Regions from separate parts of the Mus musculus genome. Here region 1 is linked to region 2. The links are chromatin contacts, called in public Hi-C maps. All regions are on one chromosome and are shown on one strand. Each heading gives the region's core, a stretch centred on a gene start, on an enhancer-like site or on the middle of the called end of the contact. The rest is flanking DNA. Distances are from core to core; before and after follow the strand shown. Region 1 has its middle 38 kb from the start of Gm52779. Region 2 overlaps Lnx1 (ligand of numb-protein X 1).

The links. Hi-C and Micro-C count contacts between places; a contact is called where the count stands out from the background.
Region 1: a contact with region 2 is called in a Hi-C map of liver, with 4 times the contacts expected there. The contact joins two enhancer-like sites. A contact is called at or near these places in 27 of 484 Hi-C or Micro-C datasets (adipose-derived mesenchymal stem cells, embryonic stem cells, liver and 2 more), 2 of 115 datasets of contacts at active chromatin or transcription factors (embryonic stem cells and fibro-adipogenic progenitors) and 1 of 9 other capture datasets (pancreatic islet).

The regions. Positions count from the first base shown.
Region 1 is chr5:74,903,840-74,909,377 of GRCm38.p6, forward strand. No RefSeq gene overlaps it. Among named protein-coding and RNA genes, the nearest start is that of Gm52779, 38 kb to the right of the region's middle. Within about 2 kb of position 1,497, at least 32 of the 459 cell types and tissues checked have an H3K27ac peak or open chromatin away from gene starts, as enhancers often do. A contact at or near this core is called in liver, where this site is marked.
Region 2 is chr5:74,620,484-74,626,367 of GRCm38.p6, forward strand. It overlaps Lnx1 (ligand of numb-protein X 1), which reads right to left. Exons shown (of 11, transcript NM_001159577.1): 5 at 2,999-3,201. Among named protein-coding and RNA genes, the nearest start is that of Gm32304, 24 kb to the right of the region's middle. Within about 2 kb of position 4,363, at least 10 of the 459 cell types and tissues checked have an H3K27ac peak or open chromatin away from gene starts, as enhancers often do. A contact at or near this core is called in liver, where this site is marked.

The DNA of each region.
Region 1 (5,538 bases), core at 247-2,746, 280 kb after region 2:
ATGGGCTGGGAAGGAGCAGCTGAGGCAATACAAAATAAGAAGGCAAACAGAAAGCTGCTGGAAGTCACATGTCTGAGGTCCCGGTGTCTCCTTGTGGCTTATGACTCATTTGACGTACTGTAGGTCACCCTTGCCTCATTTATTCCACAGGAAACTAGAAATGGCAGCCAGAGGGCTATAGGAAAGCACCTTCCCATGCCATCTTTATAGACTACATCCTCTTGTGTCTACTTGCAGGCGTAGCTGGCATACTACAAACCCATTCTGAAGTCAGAATGGAAGTTTTCCAAGTTTTCAGTGTGTCTCATATTCTGGCCTTAGAAGACACAGAACATGTGAGTGTTATCTGGAGATCAGAGTATGGTGTGTGTGTGTGTGTGTGTGTGTGTGTTGTGTGCACATGCGCACGCACATGAGATCGCATTTATATAATTTAACCTGGCCTGAAACTCACTATGGAGCCAAAGGCTAGCCTTGGTCTTAAACTTATGACAATCCTCCTGCCTCAACTTCTCTAGTACTGGAATGACAAGCATAGGCCCCCATACTCGCTTCAAACTTTCTTTAATAGGCATTTAGGGAGATGTCTCAGCAGTTAAGAATAGATGCTTCTCTTTCAGAGTTCAGCTCCCAGCACCTGGAAGACAGTCACAGCTGCCTGTAACTCCAGCTCCAGTGGCTTTGGCGCCCTCTCCTGGCCTCTGTGGGCACCTTCACTCATGTGTGCAAACCCACACAGAGATACAAACACATTCAATACACATAGTTAAAATCAATCTTTTAAAGATATTCGGGAATGCCCAGATCCAGGGGCTGCATTTGAATATTGAAAGGTCAATGGATCTTTGGAAATAAAGGTAAAAAGGCTTTCCTAAAATGTTCATATTTTTTAATGACAGCTTTAAAATCAACAAGTGACTTCAAGAGTGTTTTCACTTAATGGAAGGTCTCACTGCATGCTGGCCTCCAGCAGAGCCACAAGCACTTACTGAAGACGTTTGACAATTCCAGCATTGAGCTAAGCACTTAATGGCATCTCTTATAAACATCACAGAGACCCTGTTAGGTTAGTTTTGGCCAGCCCATTGTAGTAACAAAATGGTGGTTTTTTTTCTTAGAGCTTCAAAGAATTTAGATTATATAATTCACCAAAAAAATGAGCACAGCAAGCTAGGGTTGAAAGAAACAACAGTTCGACTGTTGGGATGAATTGCAACTGTGAACAATACAGTGGCCACAGCAGATCGTGTGGCGGGGACAGTGGACACAGGGCTGTTCTCCTTTGAAGGAGGCCAGCATCTTTTCAGTCCCCGTCACTGTGAGGGAGTAAAGACCCAGCAACCTCAGAGCTCCAGTTTTCTATTTATTGTTTTCTTCAGAAGACAGAAGGAATTTGAACTTTTATGTGAAACTGAGATCTTATTGTTAAACACTGGCAACCGCTACAAAGTTGTCCCTTTCTCTACAGCCAAACAAAATACAGCTGTGAGCTGGACTCTGCCCATAGGACGCCTGTTTGCAAACTCTGTCCCCTGACCTGGGGAAACTGGGGAACCATTTCAGACTCTTCTGCTCTCTTAAAGAAACATGGCTCCTTCGAGTAGGCTCCAGGGGGCTTTAAATTATCATTAATGGTCCAGGACTAGGCCTTTGCTACTGCCCACCCACTGGCCCTCAGAAATAAAATGGCCATCACTTTATTCCTGGTGACGTCGGGGTGGAACTTGTGAGATCATTAGTCTGTGAGACTTGAGGAAGCTCTGTAGACCTCGAGGCGCTAAGGAAGAACAAGGAGGGGGGAGGAAAGAGGGGGAGGAGGGAGAGGAGGGAGAGATAAGACAACAGGAGTCCCTGCTGAGCACTGCCCACCCTCTAGGTCCCCTTGGGCCCCCCCATCTCTGGCTCTTATCTGTTTTAACCATTCAGACCCCTGGAGGCCAGCACTCTGAGCCCCAGCCCACCATTCTTCATTTCTGATTTCTCTCCTCAGAGGAGATAAGGAGGTCCCAGGGCCTCTCAGTGTGTTTTACATCAAAGGCCACTGAAGGGTCCTGACAGGCTGGATGTCAGTGCTATAAACAAACCATTAATCACGCTGCCATTTCATGGACATGCTCGTCCCAGAGGGCATGAACTTTCTCCAGGGCACTAATATAAACCACATCTCTACCCCACCCCACCCCCGCCCCCAGTCCCCAACCAATGGAGGAGGCAGGGTGGGATGTCTGACTCAACCATTTGTAAATAGCCAATTAAAAGAGAGATGGTTGAAATGAATGAAACAGAGTCCCAGCTTCTGGGGACCGTGTAGAGTGTTCCCGCCCCTTCTGTAGGCACCACCTTTACATCAGGTACCAAAAGGGAAACCACGGGGACTCAACAGGATGCTGATGACTTGGGTACCGCACCCTTTTGGCAAGCCTCCATAGTCTGGGTTGTAAGCATTGGAGCCCATGGAAAAGCCTTTCCAGAACAGGGTCTCTCCTGAACTTGTGAGATGATGCTAGGGTCTCCCAACCAGTGGTTCTAACTTGGCCAATATGAGCCACTGGAGCCCAAGTCTTTGGTGTAGAGCCATCTGTCCGCTGAGCTTCTGCTATGAGCAATCTCCAAGCTCAGTCAAAAGGCTAGAGATGTCCTTGTCCTTACGGCTCTTCCTTCCTGTTGGGAAAGGCAACCCACTAAATAACCGAATTCAGGTATCAATAAAGCCATAAAAAAAAAAACATGGAAAGGGCAGTGGTGGTAGGGACAATAGTTTGAATTGGAAGAAAAGAGCTATTCAGTGGCTCAGCCAGTAGCCATGATACTGGAGTGCAAAGTGGGGTGCTTAGCAAAGAAGGAATGGTGCCTATGTGTGGAGGACCCTGTGACCCCCACCTGGGGGAGTGAGCTCATCTAATGAGATATCTTAGAAATGATACCTCACCCACCCAACCCCACCCACCCCCGCCAAAGACCAAACTCTGCAGACTATTGCCCTTGTTCTTGATTGCTTAGTAGAACCTGCTGCTGCTGGCCTAGTGCTGAAGACACTGTACACATTAGTCACTGGACAAGGGGAACTCACATTGGCACCAACAGGGAAGACTCATCCCTGCTGGCCAGCTCTCATAGTTCTGGGAGGACTGTTCAGGTCATAGGGGAAAGAAGTCATCAGTAGTGTCCCCACCACGAATGCCATGAACCACAATAATGGGTATGGCAAGATATGCCCATGGGTACGAATAGTGACATCTATGTTATAATGACAACCAATCAGTTCCTTATTTGATTTAAGGCCCAATCCAGGAAAACAAACACAGGCCTGGTACTTTAATCTGGCCAAGAACCTATCTAGGGTAGCTGAGGTCACAGGCCTCAGAGGCTGAACCTGCTATGTTTATTCTGCTAAATGGACAGAGAATCAAACTTCCCTCAAAATTTGCATCTTCCTGCTCAGGGGCAGTGTAGCCCTCAGACCTCATAAGAAAAGTGTCTGTGCAGTGCACGGCAGGTAAAGCAGAGATTCACAAGTGGCCAAAGTGCAGACAATAGTGTGCCGTGCTCAGCCACAAATGGAACATCTCTACCACCCATACTCTCATCTGGAAGACTACCATGGAAGCTGGCAAGAGCCAGAGACTGGAGAGTGCCCAACCAAAGCGGTGCCTCCTGGACATGGTAGGACCACTACACTCATGACTTATAGCACCGGTGTGTATCTGCACATGACCTGCACACAGAATTCTCACAAGCCCCTTCCATCGCTGAGAAACTGTGGATAATAATGGTTCGTAGGAGAGAAAGAGTCTCTTTCTCTCAGTTGGCTTGACTGACTGATTGATGATTGATTGATTGATTGATTGATTGGTTGATTGATTGATTGATTGATCTATTGATTGGTAGGCTGACTGGTTGATGAATTGATTGACTGGCTTGAGACAGGGTCTCACCATGGAGCCTACCATGGCCACATGTTGTGTAAACAGTATTGGCCACTCATTGTGTAAACCAATCTGGCCTTGAACTCATAGATATCCACCTACTTCTGCCTCCTAACTGCAGGAAATAAAGGTGTGCACCTCCATACCTGGATTTAGTTTCCCTTAAAGGTAGATCACATTCCAATGGATGGAACAAACTATACTCAGTAGGCTATCTTATTTTAAGAGCACATGAAGTTGGGGGGACTTAAGAGCACATGGAAGTGGGGGAGGATCGAGTTAGGACTAGGAGTGAGATAGTTATAATCATACAGTGTGTGAAATTCCCAAATCATCAATAAAGCTATTTTTAAAGATCACAATTCAGTCATAAATGAGACATCTGTATCATACTCCACTCTAGTAGCTCAGGCTCGGGGAACATTGTAGGAGTGGAGGCAGAAAGACTATAAAAGCCCAAGGTCAGAGAGGATCACAGTGGAGCAGCGTCTTCTCCACAGGAGCTGACCACTGCACGAATGAACTCGCGCTGTGAGCTGCCTACATAAGATCTGCGCAGGTCAATGAGGTCACCATTCAGGCATGGAGATGGGAGGAGCTGGTGGGCCCCACCATTAGCTGGTAAAAGATCATTAAAAAAAAGATCTTTATTCAAAGACTGCACACAAACCAAGAAACCCGGTCGCTGAAGTCCAAGCAACAAGGCAGGAAGCAGGGCAGCTAAAGTGGGCAGGTTTCTCAGAGGGTCTGAGCAGTAGAAAATACACCGCGTGCTTGGGTTGTGTCAGGGAAGGAACTCAGATTCTCCTCCATTGAGTGACTGGGAACTGGTCCAGGGCTGAGATCCCTTACTGGACTTCCAGGCAGAAGAACAAAGTACCGTCCCCAGGTCAGACTTGGGGAGGTCAGAGAGATGTGGAAGAGGACATTGTACCTTCTAGATCCTCTGCTTAGAAGGCACCTCTCTAACTGGGCCGTGTGGTGCAGACCTGAAATACCAGCCCTCTGGAGGCAGTGCTGAGAGAATTACGATGAGTTTGAGGTTCAGCCTGGGTGGTACAGTAAGTTCCAAACCAGGAAAAGATACAACCTTGTATCTTTAGTAAGACCTTGTCTAAAATGACACCGGAAACAAAGGTTAGATGGAGTTAGCCAGTAAATTATAGTTTAGTACGAAGACTAATCTGCTTTCCTAAGTAGACTATAGGCAGAGGCCTGTAGATGTTGATGATGTCATTGTCACAATTCTGATCTAGATCCTTTTCTCTCACTAATTATCTATCATTGAACTGATGTATTACCAGTTAAGTGTCATCTTTGTCTTGGACAAAACAAAGAGAGCATGTGCCTTCTTCACGTGATTGCGAGTTCAAATCTTCATGATATCTTCACAAGGCCTTGACTCCTTTCTCTCCCTGTGAGGCCTTAGCTGAGGATGTCCCTCAGAGTCACTTCCTCATTACCCAGCCTCCTCCCCATCACCTCTCCAAGATAGGTCCTTCAGAGTGTTCCACTGTCAGACTTCATGTCCCCTTGGATTGTTCAACTGTCTATTGTCTGGCTTCCCAGATATCAGTTATAATAATCCGTTCAGAAAGTTATCGGTACTAAC
Region 2 (5,884 bases), core at 3,113-5,612:
GTCCCCTGGCCTGCTCTGCCACCTCCTTTTGTCCTGTATCCAAATAACCTAATCTTCCACAGTCATTTTCTGGTCTCTATGACTCCACACTTTCTTCCTTCACCCTAGTCCTTACCTCAGCTTGTATATTTACAGAATCCTGACTTTCATGTTGCCAATTTATTTATTTATTTATTTATTTATTTATTTATTTATTTATTTAAGTTCATAAGGAAGAAAGGATGGAAGAAAGAGATGTAATTATATGAAAGAAAATCCCCAGACGTTTCCCAAGTCAAGCAGTGGTAGTACATGCCTTCAATCCCAGCACTTGGGAGGCAGAGGCAGACAGATCTTTTTGAGCTAGAGGACAGCCAGAACGAGTTCCAGGACAGCCAAGGCTACACAGAGAAACCCCTGACTTGAAGGAAAAAAAAGAAAGAAAGAAAGAAAGAAAGAAAGAAAGAAAGAAAGAAAGAAAGAAAGAAAGAAAGAAAGAAAGAAAGAAAGAAAGAAAACAAACAAACAACAGTCACCTCCCAGTTTTACTCAAATTAGCATTCTGGAAGCACTGTGCATGTGAAGCACAGGCCTGGCCACAGCTCTGCACCCCAACATCAGATGGTAATATCTAGTGCCTTCTAGAACAAAACAAGCTGAGACTGTCTTTCCAAAACTCAACCAACGTGATCTTACTGGGTTACCCATACTGTCACTTCCAGATCTTCCATGTGTGTGTGTGGGGGGAGAGAGAGAGCGAGAGAATGAATGAATATGTGCTTAATTGTGTGCCAGTGTAGAGTATCTGTGTGAGTGAGCCTGATCATGTGTAGGTGTGTTTGTTATGTTATCTATGGGAATGTGCCTGAGTGTGTTTTCACATTATATTATCTATGTGAGTGTGTGTGTGCTCTTGCATGTTAGAGTATGAATGTGAGTGGGCCCGTGTATGTGTGTGTGTGTTGTATGACATAGTATGTGTGAGTGGGCCCAAGTGTGTATGTTGTATAACATAGTATGTGTGAGTGGGCCTGAGCCCATGTGTGTTATTGTATGGTACAGTACCTGTGAGTTGGCTTGTGTGTGTGAGGGTGCCATTGTATGATACAGTATCCTTGAGTGTGCCTGTGTGTGTATTTGTAGGTGTGAGTGAGTGTGACAGTGTACTTATAGGAATGCCAGGTACCCAATCAAGATGGATGTCTGCAAGATCCTTTGTCTGGGTTCTAACTATACAGGGATGCCTGGGGCTTGAATAATTCCAAACAAATTAATGCTAAAGGAACATTCAAGGCTATTTACTGAAAGCCTGGCCACTCTCTCGTACTCCTTAAATATCCCAAAGCTAGGCCTCTGATAATCTCCCGGACTGCTGCTGCAGCTGACTTTCTGGCTTTAATTATCCTGGCTCCACAGGCCCAGCCTGGAGGCTGTAGCCCCAGTGTTTGTCACTGCCCTGGAAGGAAACAGTTCCCAGCAGCCCTGCGCTGCTTAAGGAAAGGGCCCCACAACGAGCAAGACGTTTCTTCAGTTTCTAGAATTTGCTACGATTTTTTTGTACTTGAAGCCATTGTTAGAGGCACACTGGCCTTATTTGAGGTCAGTCACCTCCTGCTCCAGCTCAGAGGTAGATGGGGCTCCTTCAGTGAAGACAAGGCACCCCCTTGTCCAAGGGAACATTGCCCGGAAGGTGGCAGAGCCTGCCATCCCATTATTCCTAGGGTCAAGAGAAGTCAGGGTCACCTGGTGATAGTTCTTGGCATTCCTTTTATCTGCAAGGGCCTCCAGCTCAGAGCCAACAAAGAGAACTTTCCTATGCAGCCCTCCCAGGCAGTAGTCCCCATGGGAGCAGGGAGAAAAACCTCCCACTGTGACTGGGGTCCTGATGGTTGTGGCCCACTAAAGTGATGGGCCCTGCTTGTGCCACATCCCAGCCACCAGTGGGAATGTCAACATTTCTACAGTAACTGGTTTCAATTATTTCTCCTCTTATTCCAATTAGTTTGCCAAACAAACAGCTCATGCGGAGACAGGGATTGTCCCTCTGCTGCCTGCAAAGGGTGGGATGGAGCTGTTATCTGAGTATCAGATAAGAAGTAGAGGCATAGGGAGGGAATTCTAGTCCTGCTGGCTCACATTTGACATCTGTCTGATAAACAGTCTCCCACCCCACCCCCCTCCTTTCTGTCCAGAAAATTCTTCTGGAAAGTCTCTCTTCTCAACCATGCCTCAGAGGACAGTATGCCCAAGCCAGGTCATTCCACTCCTGCCTCCCCTGGAATGCCTCTGGGTCATGCGACTTCTGTGGCCATTAAGCCACAGGAGATTTTCTTCAGAAAGGCATCTGAACACAATTAGATCAAATACAACAGTTCCCATTAATCTGCTTTATAATTTAAGAAAGAATCTATGCGCCATCTTATTTTCTCCTAATATTTCTTTTAAAAGGAAGGCCACAGAAGGATCAAGAAGAGGAAGAGAAGAAAAGTAAGAATTGGAGAAAGAAAAGAGGGACCACCGAAACAAAGTCGAAGGGAAAAAGGCAGAGAAGACAGAAAGGGATACAGTAACAGAGAGAAGAGAGATACAATGATACAAAGAGAAGTGATTATAAATAGAGAGATGGGGGAAGAGTGAAAGATCCAGAAGTGTTATACTAGAACTCTTCATAGGAGATTTACATCAATGTAACTGTGGAAAGAAAGTATCTATCTTCATTTCATTCTATTTATCCTGTTTGTCATCTACCCATCCACTTATCTGCCCGGCTACGCATCCATTCATCCACCCACCAGTCCACTCATCCATCTAAACATCCATTTGCCCATCTACTACAATTGGCTCTGAAGGATTTTATTTATTCATCTATGCACCCACTTATCCACCCATCTTCTCGCCAGTCATCCATCGCTCTTCCCACCTACCCATCCAACCTTTAAGGACTTAAATTATGTGCCACGCACAGCCTACAGCTCACAATCTTGTAGCCTATGGTTACAAGCTCACGCCTCATGGGCACCTTGAGAATGATGTCTCCTGGCAGCAGCCGTCCATCTCTGGCAATCACTCCATCGCGATAAATATGCTGGATGATGATGTGGACCAGCGGCGTCTCGCTGCCCCCCACCAGCCTTATGGAGAGGCTTTCGCTGGGATCCGCTCTGTTGATTTTGATGCTTGTAATTTCACCATCTGGAATCAGGTGAAACAACCTTGGGAAGACTGAAATGGACAGAAACAGTATTTGTTTCAGACATCTACTCCACGGGCATCTCCAGCCACTCTGAATGCCAAGCTAAACTGTTGACAGTTCCCTGTGTGTGGCACCACTTTCCTGCCTTGGTGCCAGCATTCTCTACTGGAATGTTTTTCATCCTGGGCTGAAACCCAGAATTTCCTTCAAGGCATGCACAAAATAATTCCAATTCAACTCTATCCCAATCTCTCTTTTCCTCATTGTCACTAAACACACGATTCCTATAGACTGTTCTCATGGCATCCAGCCTTCCATTACTGCTGTCTGTGTCCATCTCTCATATCACGATCTGGACTCCATAATCTGGCAACTGGCTTTGCTATCAGGCTCATGTAGCTGTCTTAACCTGGCTGTTCCCGATGTTAATTTGACAGACTGTTTCAATTAATGTTTAAACTACTCTGATTACATTGTGGAGGCGGCACTTTCTGGCTGTCCCATGGTTTTGTGCACAGATCTCTCTACACACTGGAGCCTCCGGCTGATGCTTACTGCTTGAATAGGAACGAACTAATGAACTGATGTCTTCAGGGAGTGAACTGTGATTTCATTACTTTCTTATCCAGGAACAAAAATAGAATCTGCTCTTCTGTCCTCTGCTGAGGTCATTTAGGAAGATCTGAGACTCTGCTTTTCAGGCCCCAGTAGTCATCAGCCCTCTGGCAGATACTGCTGTCAATCACAGCAGTCAAAAGACCTGGTTGACAGGCACGGAGAGGCCAAGGTCATGGTCTTACAGCCGTCTCCTTAAGACGTGTTCCTCATCTACCTGGATCACTGACCTCAGTGCTAAAGAGAAGATCAAAGATTGAGTGAGCCACTGTTGCCTAACCTTAGTATTTGACCTGAGTCAGCTTTCTCCAGGAGTCACGTCTTAGCTCCCTCCTTGTGGCTGTGGCAGACACAGAGTAGCTGTCTAGGTCACTCTGAGGCTACACAGTGACAGACAGTCCTTTATGAATGTGTGTGTGTGTGCAGAAAGGAAGCTGTGGAGTAATATGGCCTCAGAGTCGGTGAGGAATACCAGGCTTCTGAGGGTTAGCACATTTATGGCCTCAATAGTTCCCCAGGAATCATATGTTCACAGCCAGGTCAAAATCCACAGGGACAGGCCCTAGAGATCAAGAACTAACTGGCAGAAGCACTGACTGGCACTGTTTTCTAGTTCAGTTGGAACAGAAGTATTTAGAGGGGACACCAACTGCTGAGAACAAGTCACGCCTAGGCTAACTGGGAAGTGGCTCCTTTTGTGTAGCTCAGACACTTAGGATGCAGAGGAAGAGACATTCATGCCCAGCCTCACACTCTTAAATGATGTCCCTTAGAGCCAGACCAATGAGATCCTTGTGGCTTTGAAGGGTTAAAAACGTTTTTAAACTGCCAAAATTGTCCTAGACAGGACCTGAAAGAATTCGATCAAAATTTTTTGTCTAGAGATTGTAGGATTTAAGAATATTCTCTGTACATTGAACTAGGACATTGGGACTCTTGTCTTCAGTCCTCACTGACTGACACATGTGGATTCTAATCCCTGTTTCTGAGTGAAGAGTTAGATTGGCAGTGGGAAGGAGATGGAGGATGCAGGTTGGCCAGTAGCTGGGAGGCATTCGAAGCCACACAGGCACGTGAGGAAAGAGCATGGTGAGCAAGTGGTGGTGGTGGTGGTGGTGGGAGCGGCAGAGCCAAGCCAGGAGTCTCAGATGCTGTGCATGAATTTTCCAAAGCACAGTAAATAAAACACCTGGGACTTTAACCTTCAACCCCAAAGACAGTTTTGGAAGGTGTTAAAAGAGCCAGAAGCATCAAGTTAAAATCCTATGCTTGCACACACACACACTCTCTCTCTCTCTCTCAGTGTGTGTGTGTGTGTGTGTGTGTGTGTGTGGTTTTGTGTGTGTGACTTTGGACTACTTGCCTAACCTCTCTGGATCACTCTCCTTAGCTGTGAACTAGGATTGACAGTCTTTTTTTTTTTTTTTTTTTTTTTTTTTTTTTTTTGAGACAGGGTTTCTCTATATAGCCCTGGCTGTCCTGGAACTCACTTTGTAGACCAGGCCAGCCTCGAACTCAGAAATCCACCTGCCTCTGCCTCCCGAGTGCAGGGATTAAAGGCGTGTGCCACCACACAGTCTTTATCACTTCTCATTCTTTTGACACACACACGACTCTTTAGAGCATTTGCTGGTACGTGAAGAGCTGTTGTGACTTTCCATGTTATTGTTTTACTATAGAGTTTCATACGAACCAGATTGCTGCACACTTGCACGCCCACTACTCTTAAGAGGCAAACGTAGGAGGATCACGGCAAGTTTGAGGTCAGCCTGATCTACACAGTAAGTTCTAAGGCTAGCCAAGGCTACAACGTGAGGGCCTGTCTCAGAAAACAAATGTTGATTTAACCTAAAGGCTTCAATATGAAATGAACAGAATGTCTTTTCAGATCCACTTATATTGGGAAACATGTACCATATATGCACACTAAGATATGACAGCTTTCTCTTGTGGCCCCAAAGGTCAATACTGTCGTCATTTGGAACAAGTTGAGTGACTTCTGTGTGTCTTGGTATATGCTCCTGAAAAATAGGTCGACAGTGGAGCATCTTGAGAGCCACACCAGTGAGATACCAGTGACCTGGAAATGTGCCGTGG